3 separate regions of the Mus musculus genome follow, and all the other regions are linked to region 1. Evidence: chromatin contacts called from public HiChIP or PLAC-seq and promoter capture Hi-C data. All regions are on one chromosome and are shown on one strand. Each heading gives the region's core, a stretch centred on a gene start, on an enhancer-like site or on the middle of the called end of the contact. The rest is flanking DNA. Distances are from core to core; before and after follow the strand shown.

Evidence for each region. Promoter capture Hi-C pulls out the DNA fragments that hold promoters and counts their contacts. HiChIP or PLAC-seq counts read pairs in DNA pulled down with a chosen protein or histone mark.
Region 2: a contact with region 1 is called in a promoter capture Hi-C map of the HPC-7 cell line. The contact joins the promoter of Orai2 here to the promoter of 4933404O12Rik in region 1. A contact is called at or near these places in 6 of 39 promoter capture datasets (the 3T3-L1 cell line, the C10 cell line, the HPC-7 cell line and 3 more), 5 of 115 datasets of contacts at active chromatin or transcription factors (the SCID.adh cell line, craniofacial prominence, double positive thymocytes and 2 more) and 2 of 9 other capture datasets (adipose tissue and liver).
Region 3: a contact with region 1 is called in an H3K4me3 HiChIP or PLAC-seq map of bone marrow-derived macrophages, with 4 times the contacts expected there. The contact joins the promoter of Epo here to the promoter of 4933404O12Rik in region 1. A contact is called at or near these places in 1 of 39 promoter capture datasets (liver), 2 of 484 Hi-C or Micro-C datasets (CD4 T cells and embryonic stem cells) and 2 of 115 datasets of contacts at active chromatin or transcription factors (bone marrow-derived macrophages and embryonic stem cells).

Annotation. Positions count from the first base shown.
Region 1 is chr5:136,917,086-136,920,734 of GRCm38.p6, reverse strand. It overlaps 4933404O12Rik (RIKEN cDNA 4933404O12 gene), which reads right to left and starts at 1,589. Exons shown (of 4, transcript NR_015555.1): 1 at 1,304-1,589.
Region 2 is chr5:136,168,769-136,172,417 of GRCm38.p6, reverse strand. It overlaps Orai2 (ORAI calcium release-activated calcium modulator 2), which reads left to right and starts at 1,762. Exons shown (of 3, transcript NM_178751.3): 1 at 1,762-1,880.
Region 3 is chr5:137,484,277-137,487,925 of GRCm38.p6, reverse strand. Epo (erythropoietin) reads left to right here and starts at 2,110. Exons shown (of 5, transcript NM_007942.2): 1 at 2,110-2,193; 2 at 2,749-2,891; 3 at 3,354-3,440. The coding sequence starts at 2,181. Gm36056 (a long non-coding RNA gene) reads right to left here. Exons shown (of 3, transcript XR_377150.2): 3 at 2,423-2,620.

The DNA of each region.
Region 1 (3,649 bases), core at 340-2,839:
TCTGACGTCAGGCTGTCCGGCTCGGTGGTAAGCACCTTTACATGGCTGGTCCTTTCACTCTCCCACTCTTCTTTTTTTTTTTAGTGATGGAAGGGGACAAGGTTTCACTATGTAGCCCTGCCTGGTCTGCATCTTGTTATGTAGATCAGGCTAGCCTCAAATTAGTCTTGACTTCCCCGTCTCTACCTTGTGAGCACTGGAATCGCACGCATGTGCAACCAGCCTGGCTATTTATTTATTTTTAATCATGATTTCCCTAAAGTCTGTAATCCCAGGACTGGGGGAAGCTGAGGCAGGAGGATGACTATAAGTTCCAAGCCAGCCTAGGGTTACATATACAGACCTTATTTCAAACAAAACCAAGATAGGTGGTGAGATAGCTCAGCAGGTAAATGTGATCACTCACTGCATCACATGAGTGCAATCCCCCAGACCCACGTGGCAAAAGGAAAGGATCAATTTCTGAACCCAGAAAGTTTTCTGACCACTACATGCCCTCCCCCTAAATACATACGGCAACAACCAAAACAAACATCAGACTAAAAACAAACAAAACAGAAAACAACAAAATCCCCCCAAAACAAAACAAAAACCAACCAATCAAACAAAAGCACCCGCCAGCCTTGTCATTTACTGGAGTATCAACGCGTTTGCTCTTAGGAAGCAGTGAAGCTTCCGAGGGCAAACACTGCTAGGTACTGCAGATCTGTGTCTGTCGGCCCCAGCTAGACCATGGATGAGGGGTACCTTATCGACTCTAACCCCAGCTCCCTCTTCTTTAATAGTGGAGGGCTGTGGCTGTGGCAGCACCCATCACTACTTATTGTGTGTGGTGTATGCATGCTGACATATGCTTGAGAGCTCGTGTGCAACTGCAGGGGCCACAGGAAGTTATTACTCCCAGCTTCATTCCCCAGAGCCAGGGTCCGTCTCTGAACTTGAAGGTAGACTAGGCTGGCGGCTAGGGTCTCTGATCCCACATGTTGGTTGTGTCCCTGTCTCCCTGCTGGGGATTCGAGCGGTTTCTCAAGGTTGCAAAAGCTCTCTTACCCCTGTGTCATCTCCCCAGCCCATGGACAGCACCTAATTGCTCCGATCACCAGGATCCATTCTGCTATTCCGGACAACGTGAAGGAACTAGACGGTTAACCCAGAGTCACATCACCGGGGGGGGGGGGGGGGGGGTTTCAGGACTGGAGAGGTGGCCTGCGCCCCCACCCACCCCCACCCCCCGGCTCAGGGCTGGGCTTCCCGCGCATCCAGTCCCAGGTCTTGTCCTGATTTCCCGGCTGAAAATCCTCACCGTGGAAGGCTGAACCGAGCCGCGAACACATGAGGAGCCCCGGTTCCCGCCTCAGACCTGCAACTAACGACAGCTTGCTCGCGCCTAACTACATTTCCCAGAGTTTTCAGCGGCAAGCCGTTAGCGGGGCTCGCGACAGAAAATTCATTGGCGCCGAGGTGGTGGTGGCCGGTGACCAGCAAGGTGAATACGCAGATCTGTCGCTAACCCTCACACCTTTCACCCTGTCTACGCGCTCGCCACCACCTGATGCTCACTTCTGGTGTGGGAGGAGGCAGAGCAAGACAAGCCGTTGCCTGGAAAGGAACCAGAACTACAACTCCCAGAATGCTTCGGCATGGACAGCCTCCTGCTTCTCCGAGTAGCCCTAGAAACCGTTGTAGTTGCCACAGAGACTATTCTCAGATTATTTGGGCTCTGCAAGCCAGCGAGCGAAGGAGCAGAAGCCAGATTAGGGGAACGATAAAGGACAAAAGACGATATTTGACTTAAACAATGCTGACGAATACATTGCCATTTTTTCTTCCCACGGATGATCAGGGCCAGAGCAAAGGGCGAACAGCCTTCTAGGAAATGCAGAGAAGCTGCCACAGGAGCTATGGGAAACGTAGTCCATTGATTACTAGCCACGCCTTTAAGGAGAATTCAAACACAGTATTTGCCTTATAAGTACTTAAATAGTATTTAGAAAGTCCCTTTTTTATATTTACCCTCGGAGCCGTTTCAGACACTGCATATCCTAAGTGGAGCTTGTACCTGGCTAGCCTGTCTTCAGCCATCTTCCTTTAAGGTTTGTTGTACACAAAAGTAGACCAAAGGAACCTGTGGCTATTACGATTAATACATACTTCATAAATGTGATGGTTTGTATATTCTTGGGCCAGGGAGTGGCACCATTTGGAGGTGTGACCTGGTTGGAGTAGGTGTGCCTCTGTGGGTGTGAGTTTAAGATTCTCACCCTAGTTGCCTAGGAGTCAGTCTTCCACTAGCCGCCTTTGGATGAAGACATAGAACTCTCAGCTCCTCCTGCACCATGCCTGCCTGGATACTGCCATGCTCCCACCTTGATAATGGACTGAACCTCTGAACCTGTAAGCCAGCCCCAATTAAATGTTTTTATAAGACTTGCCTTGGTCATGGTGTCTGTTCACAGCAGTAAAACCATAACTAAGACAATAACCTATACGGTAGGAAGAAATCTTGAAAACTACTAACGGCTTGTTCTGAGTTAACCTTCAAACTAAATGTTCACTCCAGGACACAATAGGAATGAAAGGCCTGGGTATGAATCTTTCTCTTGCTACACACTGAGAGACGGTAACTAAGGAGACTGGGATCCCAAGAGACAGTGCCAACCACCTGACCAGAGGGTTTGGATAACGATGGCCTTTGTTCTATAATCTGACCAAAACTCTGATAAGACTATAGATGTAGAAGACGGAGCTCATTTTGATTTTCACAGGCTGAGTATCTGGAATCCTGAAGTGGACCTGGGCCACACTGAGGCTTTGGAAACAAGAGGCATGCTTTCAAAGGCTGTATAAAGAGCAACAGAGAGGCCTGCAGCTCTGTGGGTAGACACCTGGCTAACAGGAAGCCCATCTGGCTCCCATCTGTAGCATCACATAAACTGGGCATGGGTAATGGCGGCCTGTGAGAGTGAAGGCAGAAGGATCAGGGATTCAAGGTTATTGTGGGAAGCCACATGTGCCGTTGCAGGGTGGCGCTGGCTTCCGCTGGCCACCATGCATACATAGGCAGTAAAGTTCTTTTGCCAAGATGAGGTTTTGAGAATTAACCAAAATTAACCAATCAGATGAGAGAGGTTAACCAATCAGATGTAGGCATGCAAATGAGGTGGTAAACATAACCCAAGCACAACCAATCCGGGTGTGAGACACGCCTCTCCTAGGCCTATATAAGCAGCACCAGTTCTGGGCTTGGGATCTTTTTGCCTCTGCAATCAAGCTCTCCCAATAAACGTGGGCAGAAGGATCCTGTTGCAGCGTCGTTCTTGCTGGTAAGACGGGTGCGCGCAAGAGGTTATCCTCTGATACATAGGGAATTTGAGATCAGCTTGGGCTACACAGGACTTGATAAACAAATAAATCCAAAAGCTTGAATTGGAATGAACTGAGACAGAGCAGAATGGAGAAGGGGTGTTTTTCAGTTCAGCCAGCGGCTTTTCCTTTTGCAGTGGGAGCAGTTGGCTGTACCTGCAGCAGGAAAAATGACTCCCATCTTAACACATGGAGAGTATTTCACTGATACAGCAAAGACACATCAAAACCACAGATTATTCTTCATATTAAAGGCAAGAATGCCTTCCCTCATTTAGTGTGTGTG
Region 2 (3,649 bases), core at 513-3,012, 750 kb after region 1:
CATAGAAAAGCAAGGAACGAGGCTCCTGTGTGAGTAGGCTATGCACATTCATTATGTGTATTCAAGAACTGATGTTCAAGGACAGGCTCCTCGAGCTTCTAGGAAAATCAAAAAACCGACCAGCAAGATGGCTCAGTAGCTAAAAAGCGCTCACTGCCAAGCCTGACAGGCTGAGTTCCAGCCACTTGGTAGGAGAGAACCAACTGCCACAAGTTGTCCTCTGACCTCCACACATGTATTGTGGTGCACACCACCACCCCACTAAATAAATAAAATGTAGTTAATTTTTTTTTTTTTTAAGTAAAGGAAGTAACTTGCCAAGACCAACCAACTTCAGGCAGACAGCCCAGACAGCAATGCAGTGCCCTCAGGAGAGACTGCTCTGGACCTGAACCTTCTGGGTAACCCCTAGTCAGCTCCCTGGGATCCTAAGAGGGGGCAGGGGTTGTGGATCCTCCAACCTCCGACCCTCCTTCCAACAGGACAGATACCATGGCTTCCTCCCTTCTAAGGAGGAAGTGAGTCAAACAACAGTAAGGGCTGTTGCCTGTGTTTGGTTAGCAAAGCGGCTCCTAGGCAGACTGGTAATTACAGTTGGCATTTCATTTTTGCCCAGGCATGCCAGATAATTGTGCTGGCGGTGGAGGAACCTCAGTGCCTGGCGCTGGAAAGTCCTACTCCAAAGCTAAGCTTCCTAATAACCGCAAGAAGCAAAAACCCCTTGTTGAAAGAGTGTCATCCATGATGCAATGGCTGGAGTTTACCAAGTGTCTCCTTCCTGTTTTCGTTTACTCAAACTTCAGCTCTGCAGGCGCCAGGCAGTTGCCTTGAGAGTGCGTGGCTCCCGCAGGTTCAGACCCTCTTATGTAGGCACACGTGGAGCCTTATGATGGCCCACGCTGTCAGGAGGGGTCAGCGCCAGGAGGGAGGAGTTGCTTTCACCTATCCTAAGTGAATTGACTTGGCAACCCAAGCGGAAACTGCTAACAGTCACATCTATACACTCCCAGTTGTCAGGAAATTTGGATACGAGTGGAATTTTTCCTTCCTTTGGGTTAATGTGTCACAGTCTGATGCTTTTGCGACAGATGGAAAAATCCTATATAGAGCGTGCAAGCAGAAGCGTACCGGGCAAATAGGGAGCACTCTGAGGGGCCACGAGGCACCCACTGGGGCGCTGAGCGTATACTTAGTGTATACTTCCTGCAGAGCCGTTCCTGTTTGAGTTTCTCAGTTGTAAAACCTCAGTGTTCGCCAGGGCATGCCTCGCCGCAGCGTCCAAACGACCCTTCTCTGCCATCCATGAGGTGCCCAGAGCTCAGCAATGAGAACATGTCCCTTGCATTGTTTGGTTCTCACAGCCTTGCTGGAACCAAGAGCCACCTACCTGCGTGACCACAGTAGAATGGTGTCACTGCACAAGCTGAGAAAACCAGGATATAGCCAGGCTGAGCCTTTCTTGCACGCCTCTACCCACTCTGCAACACTCACACCCTGTCCCCACCTCTCTATGCTGCCCACGACAGATGCTGGGTATCCCCTAGTGTCACTCGCTAGGAGCAGCGCTCTCCCACGCCTGGACCCACCCACCTGGGTCCCACGAGGATGATAGCACTTTGTGAAGTGAAGACCCCTAGATCTTGTAGGAGGGGTCGGTCCCCAACCAGCTATTCAGGTCACGTGGTCCGCGGCAGGGCCCCACGGATGGGTCACGTGACGGCGGCGCAGTGTTGCCTAGGCAGCGGCTGCGGGCGGAAAGAGGGAGGGGGCCGGTCCTCCGCCCTGGCCCGGCCGCCGGGCCACCCGGCCGCGACACAGACGCTAGCCACGAGCCGGAGCCGTGAGCTGGAGCCAAGCGCGCTGAGGGCTGGACAGTCAGGGTGAGTGCTCGGCCGCGGGTGGGCCCGTCCATCCTTGTCTGGGGGGGGGGGGTGTCTGAAGGGGAACAGGAGAGGGTCCCCTCCTAGCTAAGGGGCGCGGGGAAATTGGATCAGGGACACTGGACAGGAGGAGATGGAGCTTCTCCCTGGGCAGGCATGGCGTGGAGAGGAAGGGACAGGCTGATGAGAGGCAGAGGGATGGCCTGGTGACCCCAATCCCTTGACTTCCTTGGTAGAGTGCAGTGTCAGAAGACTTGGATCGCGCGGGGCTGCCAGCTGATTCTCGGGTCCTGCAGTCGCAGGGACTTCCCTAGAGTATAGGACAGGGATGCAGGTGGCTGCTTTTGGCAGGCCACTGCCACCTCTCAGGCGCGTGGGTGACAAGACACAGTTCCCGTGCCCCAGATGTTTAGAGGAAGTTAAAACAGGCAGACTCCATAACCTGCTGCCTGAGACAGTTTCAAACAAACCTGGCAAGAGAAATGCTCGTCTAACAGCCTTGCCGTGGGTTGGCTTTTTTTTTTTTTTTTTAATTTTTTTTGTCAGACCTAATCTTTCTGCTGCTCCTCATTTTAATAATAATAATAATTTTTTTTTTAAAAAAAAGGTTCAGTCTGCCTAGCAATCTTAGAGTTGGTGGGTGCTATCTGACAGACTTATGGGCTCCATCTTGTCTCACCGCCCCCTCTGGCCTGAGCTTGGAATTTGTAGGCCAGACTCTGCTTCTCCCCATGGGGCAAGGGTTGGACCAAGATAGGCCCTCTGAGTATAAGGAATGGACTTGTGACAGAAGCTGGTGATGCCTGCCATCCTGGCACGCAGGAGATTAGGTGAGACAGTCCCAAGTTCCAAGCCACCCTGGGCTACACAGCAAGACCCTGTCTCAAAACAAACCCAAAAATAGAAAGGGGATCAGCGGGAGCTGTGGATGGAACCCCTAGAAAATCTGCCTAGCGTGCAGGAACCCTGGGTTCTAACCCCAGCACCATGCAAAGCAGGTGTGTGATCTCAGCCCTTGCAGCATCCAGAGTTCAAAGCTATGCTTGGTTATATTTTTGGTTGGAGGCTGACCTGGCCTACATAAGGCCCTATCTAAAATAGAAGGAAGGGCCGGGCGTGGTGGCGCACACCTTTAATCCCAGCACTTGGGAGGCAGAGGCAGGCAGATTTCTGAGTTCGAGGCCAGCCTGGTCTACAAAGTGAGTTCCAGAACAGCCAGGGCTACACAGAGAAACCCTGTCTCAAAAAAACAAAACCAAACAACTAAAATAGAAGGAAGGAAGGAAGGAAGGAAGGAAGGAAGGAAGGAAGGAGCTGGGTGGTAATGACAACTTGTAGGTAGTGTGGATGGATGGATGGATCTCTGAGTTTGGGATCACTCTGGTCACAGAACAAGTTCTAGGACAGGCAGAGCTCGGAAAAATGAAAAAAAAAAGAAAGAAAAGTAAAAAGAAAGAGATAAGAAATAAAGAAGAAAGGAAAGAAAGAAAGAAAAGGAAAGAGAATGAATTTGAGCCTCCTGGACTAATACAGGGGAAGGGTGTCTCATCTCCTTATAGGACCTGCAGGCCCAACACGATTGAGCGGGAGGCAGACAGCTCTCCACACCCACCCTAACCACTCGGAGCTATTTGCATATCCTCACTCAGCTGCACACTCGGACTGGAACGCAGGGGCTTGCCTCATTGCGGTCCCCCAGAAAATCCATCTTCTTCACATCATGAATCCTTTCCTTCCTTTGATCCCCTGGGTCTGGAGTCACAGACAGT
Region 3 (3,649 bases), core at 861-3,360, 570 kb before region 1:
AATACACATAATATTATATAGTAAAGATTATTTATTTTGATTATACGGGTGGATTTTTACCCATGAGTCTATGCAGCACATGTACACAGTATCTTCGGAGTCCAGAAGAGGGCGCTAGATCCTTGATCTGCAGTTACAGATAGTTGTTAGTGGCCATATGGTTGCTAGCAACTGAACTTGGGTCCTCTGAACAAAGAGCAAGCGCTTTTAACTCCGGCCACCTCTACTTAGTTCTAAGTGCCATCTAAATGCCATCTGCCCGTTGTCTGTCTCCCCACTAGCATGTCACCAGGGCAGGCACTCTTGTCTGCACCACTGATGACCCTGTCCTCGGGTCCCTTCCTGGTAGGTGGAACAGAGTCCATAGACATTTCTTTTATCTTTACATTTTTATTAGGTTCATGTTTTATTTGATGTGTTTTGCCTACATATGTGTCTGTGTACTATGCATATGCCCGATGCTCAAAGAAGTCAGAAGAGGGCATCGGATTCCTTGGAACTGGAGTGATGGATGGTTGTGAACCACCATATGAGTGCTGGGAATAGAACCTGGGCCCTCAACAAGAGTAACAGGTGCTCTTAACCACTGAGCCATCTCTTCAGCCCTTCTTTTATCTTTTGAGATGGAGTTTTACTATGTAGCTTCCCCTAGCCTCCTAAGTGCTGGGATGACTGGAGCACACTACCACACCAGCACTGGGATGACTGACTGGAGCACACCACCACACCAGCATTTGAAGATTTCCTGAAAGAATTGAGTGAATTTCCCCCACTTTCTCTCTCTTTTTAATCTGAGTTATTCAGAACAGCATTCTAGGCTATTTTACAGCCTGGTTCTTCCTAAAGAGCACTCTGGCTTCATCTCATTCCACATTCCCCACTTTCCCCATATACCTGAGTCTCCTCCCATACCTATTAGAATTACGTTCCATCCAAACTGCTCAATCCTCAATTCTGAGCTCATAGTGATTCTGGCCATCCCATCTGCCTTAACTTCCCTGGTTGAATATGAGCTCGTTCACCCTCAGCTCTTACACCTCAGATCTGCACACTCCAGTTCCGATACACTGCCTGCCATGTTCAGAACTTGTCTTGCTGTATAGATCTCGAAGGAGATTAAAATGTATCTCTTTTTATCCTGCAAAGGGTCTTGCACAAAATACACATTGGATCTGGAGACCTGGCTCATCTGTAGAGCCCCTGCCTAGAATCCCCCAGTGAGGGGCTGGGGGTGTGGCTCAGAAGTAGAGCCCCTGCCTAGAATCCCCCAGCTCAGTGGGAGCTCAGTTACAGAGTATTTGCACGGGGTTCCAGTCTCAGCACTGCATAAACAAAAGCAAGAACCCACTATCAACCTGCCCACCCGTCCTCAGTAATGCCCCACAGGCCTGTTCTGAAAGTTACCTTTCTGGGTTTTTAGGGATTATAGAAAAACGAGGAGAGGGAGGGGAGGAGGCCCCATTCATTATTCAACAGGGAAAACCCTGACCCTTAGAACAAGTCGTAAGACTGTAAGAAGAAAAAGCATCCGAGCCCCTTCTAGACTCCAGCCTTAGTTGTTTCTGATCTAAATCCCTGCCTCAAGACAAGGATGCTCCCACCCCCCACACACCCCCGCCCCCAGGTGTTCCGGCGCCCAACTTTTCATAGGTCAATTATCCTTACCTCAGCCTTAGGCTTACCTTCCCGCAAATCTCTCAGATGCGCACCCCCCTGGTCTACCCTCCTGGAAATCAGAACCTCCCCCCCCCCAAAACCCCCCTGACGGCGTGTGTGCCTGGAACAGCCTGCTCCACCCCAGCAAGCACCAGACCCAGGCGTCCTGCCCCTTGCTCTGACCCCAGGTGGCCCCCACCTCTGGCGACCCCTCACGCACACACAGCTTCACCCCCACCCCCACCCGCGCACGCACACATGCTGATAACATCCCCGACCCCCGGCCGGAGCCACAGTGTCCCGGGACCAACCCTGGCCGGTGGCTGTGTCTCACTGTGTTCCCGAACGGACCCTTGGCCAGGGCCACCGCGTCCCCACTCTGCCCGCGCCCCCTGGACAGTGACCACTTTCTTCCAGGCTAGTGGGGTGATCTGGCCCTACAGAACTTCCAAGGATGAAGACTTGCAGCGTGGACACTGGCCCAGCCCCGGGTCGCTAAGGAGCTCCGGCAGCTAGGCGCGGAGATGGGGGTGCCCGGTGAGTACTCACAGGCTAAGGACCTGTGACCTCCAGGGCTCCTGTTTGAGTAAGGATTTACATCTAAAGCTATTGGTCAGGAAACCGACCGTGTTCAAGGACCTGCGACTCTCCAAGGATCAAGGAAGAGGGGGGGTGGGGCAGCCTCCACGTGCACTAAGGGGTTTGGGGAGCCCCCTGTGAATGACAAAAAAGGCGGGGGGATCCAGAACAGGGACAAAATTTAGGATTTTGGGGAGATGAGGCGCTGCTCTGTGAGTGAAAGGCTGCTAAAGGAATTACCTGCGTCCAGGAGTCCCTGCTTCCCAGGATCTGCCAGCCTCTGGCGCGCACCCACAGTGAAGTTTGGCCGAGAAGTGGATGCCGGTCGCTTGGGGGGTGGGGTGTGCAGCGCGGAGGGATTGAATGAAGGCCACTCAGGCAGAGCCTAAGCAATTGCAAGGTCGGGGTCAGCAGAGACTATAAGGGCAGAGGGGTCTCGCTGAGCCAACCGGCCCCTGCAGTCCCACGGCCCCCTCCCCTCTCGGCCTCACACTCAGCCTGCCTTTCTTCCAGAACGTCCCACCCTGCTGCTTTTACTCTCCTTGCTACTGATTCCTCTGGGCCTCCCAGTCCTCTGTGCTCCCCCACGCCTCATCTGCGACAGTCGAGTTCTGGAGAGGTACATCTTAGAGGCCAAGGAGGCAGAAAATGTCACGGTAAGCTCCCTGGCCCCACAAAAGAAAGAAACTGGTTCTCAGGGATCTGGGAATTTGGGTTCCTTCCTGGAACTACCTTTAGGGACAAGATAAGATGTTTACCCTTAAACCTCTTTCATCCCCCCGACAAGAATGATAAAACTGGGCAGGGGATGTGGCCCAGTTGGTAAAGAGCTTGCAAAGTGTGCAAGACGCCCTAGGTTCGATTCCAAGTACTGCACAAAACATTTTGGGTGGCATAAACCTACAATCCCAGTAGTTGGGAGGTGGTGGTAGGAGAATCAGAAATTCAAGGTGATCCTTAGCTACATATCAAGTGTGAGGCCAACCTGGGTTACATGAAACTATGTCTAAAATAAAGAATGACAAAGCTGGTGGTTCCCAAAGCATGCCGGTAAAATTCAAAGACAGAGTGTCTGATGGCTTTTTGTGGACATTTTGACCTGGGGCTGTGTCTTTTAGATGGGTTGTGCAGAAGGTCCCAGACTGAGTGAAAATATTACAGTCCCAGATACCAAAGTCAACTTCTATGCTTGGAAAAGAATGGAGGTGAGTTGCATTGTGTCTGGTCCCTGTCCTTGTCCCCATCTGTCTGTCTGTCTGACCGCCCATCCATGCCCCCACCCTCTCCACCCTTGGTTCTTAGAGGTTGGTGGGTCTCATTTTCACATCTTTATAGTGTGGGAGAAAATATCAGAGACAATGGTTCATGGGATAGAGTAGCTCATAATATATTCATTCATTCATTCATTCATTCA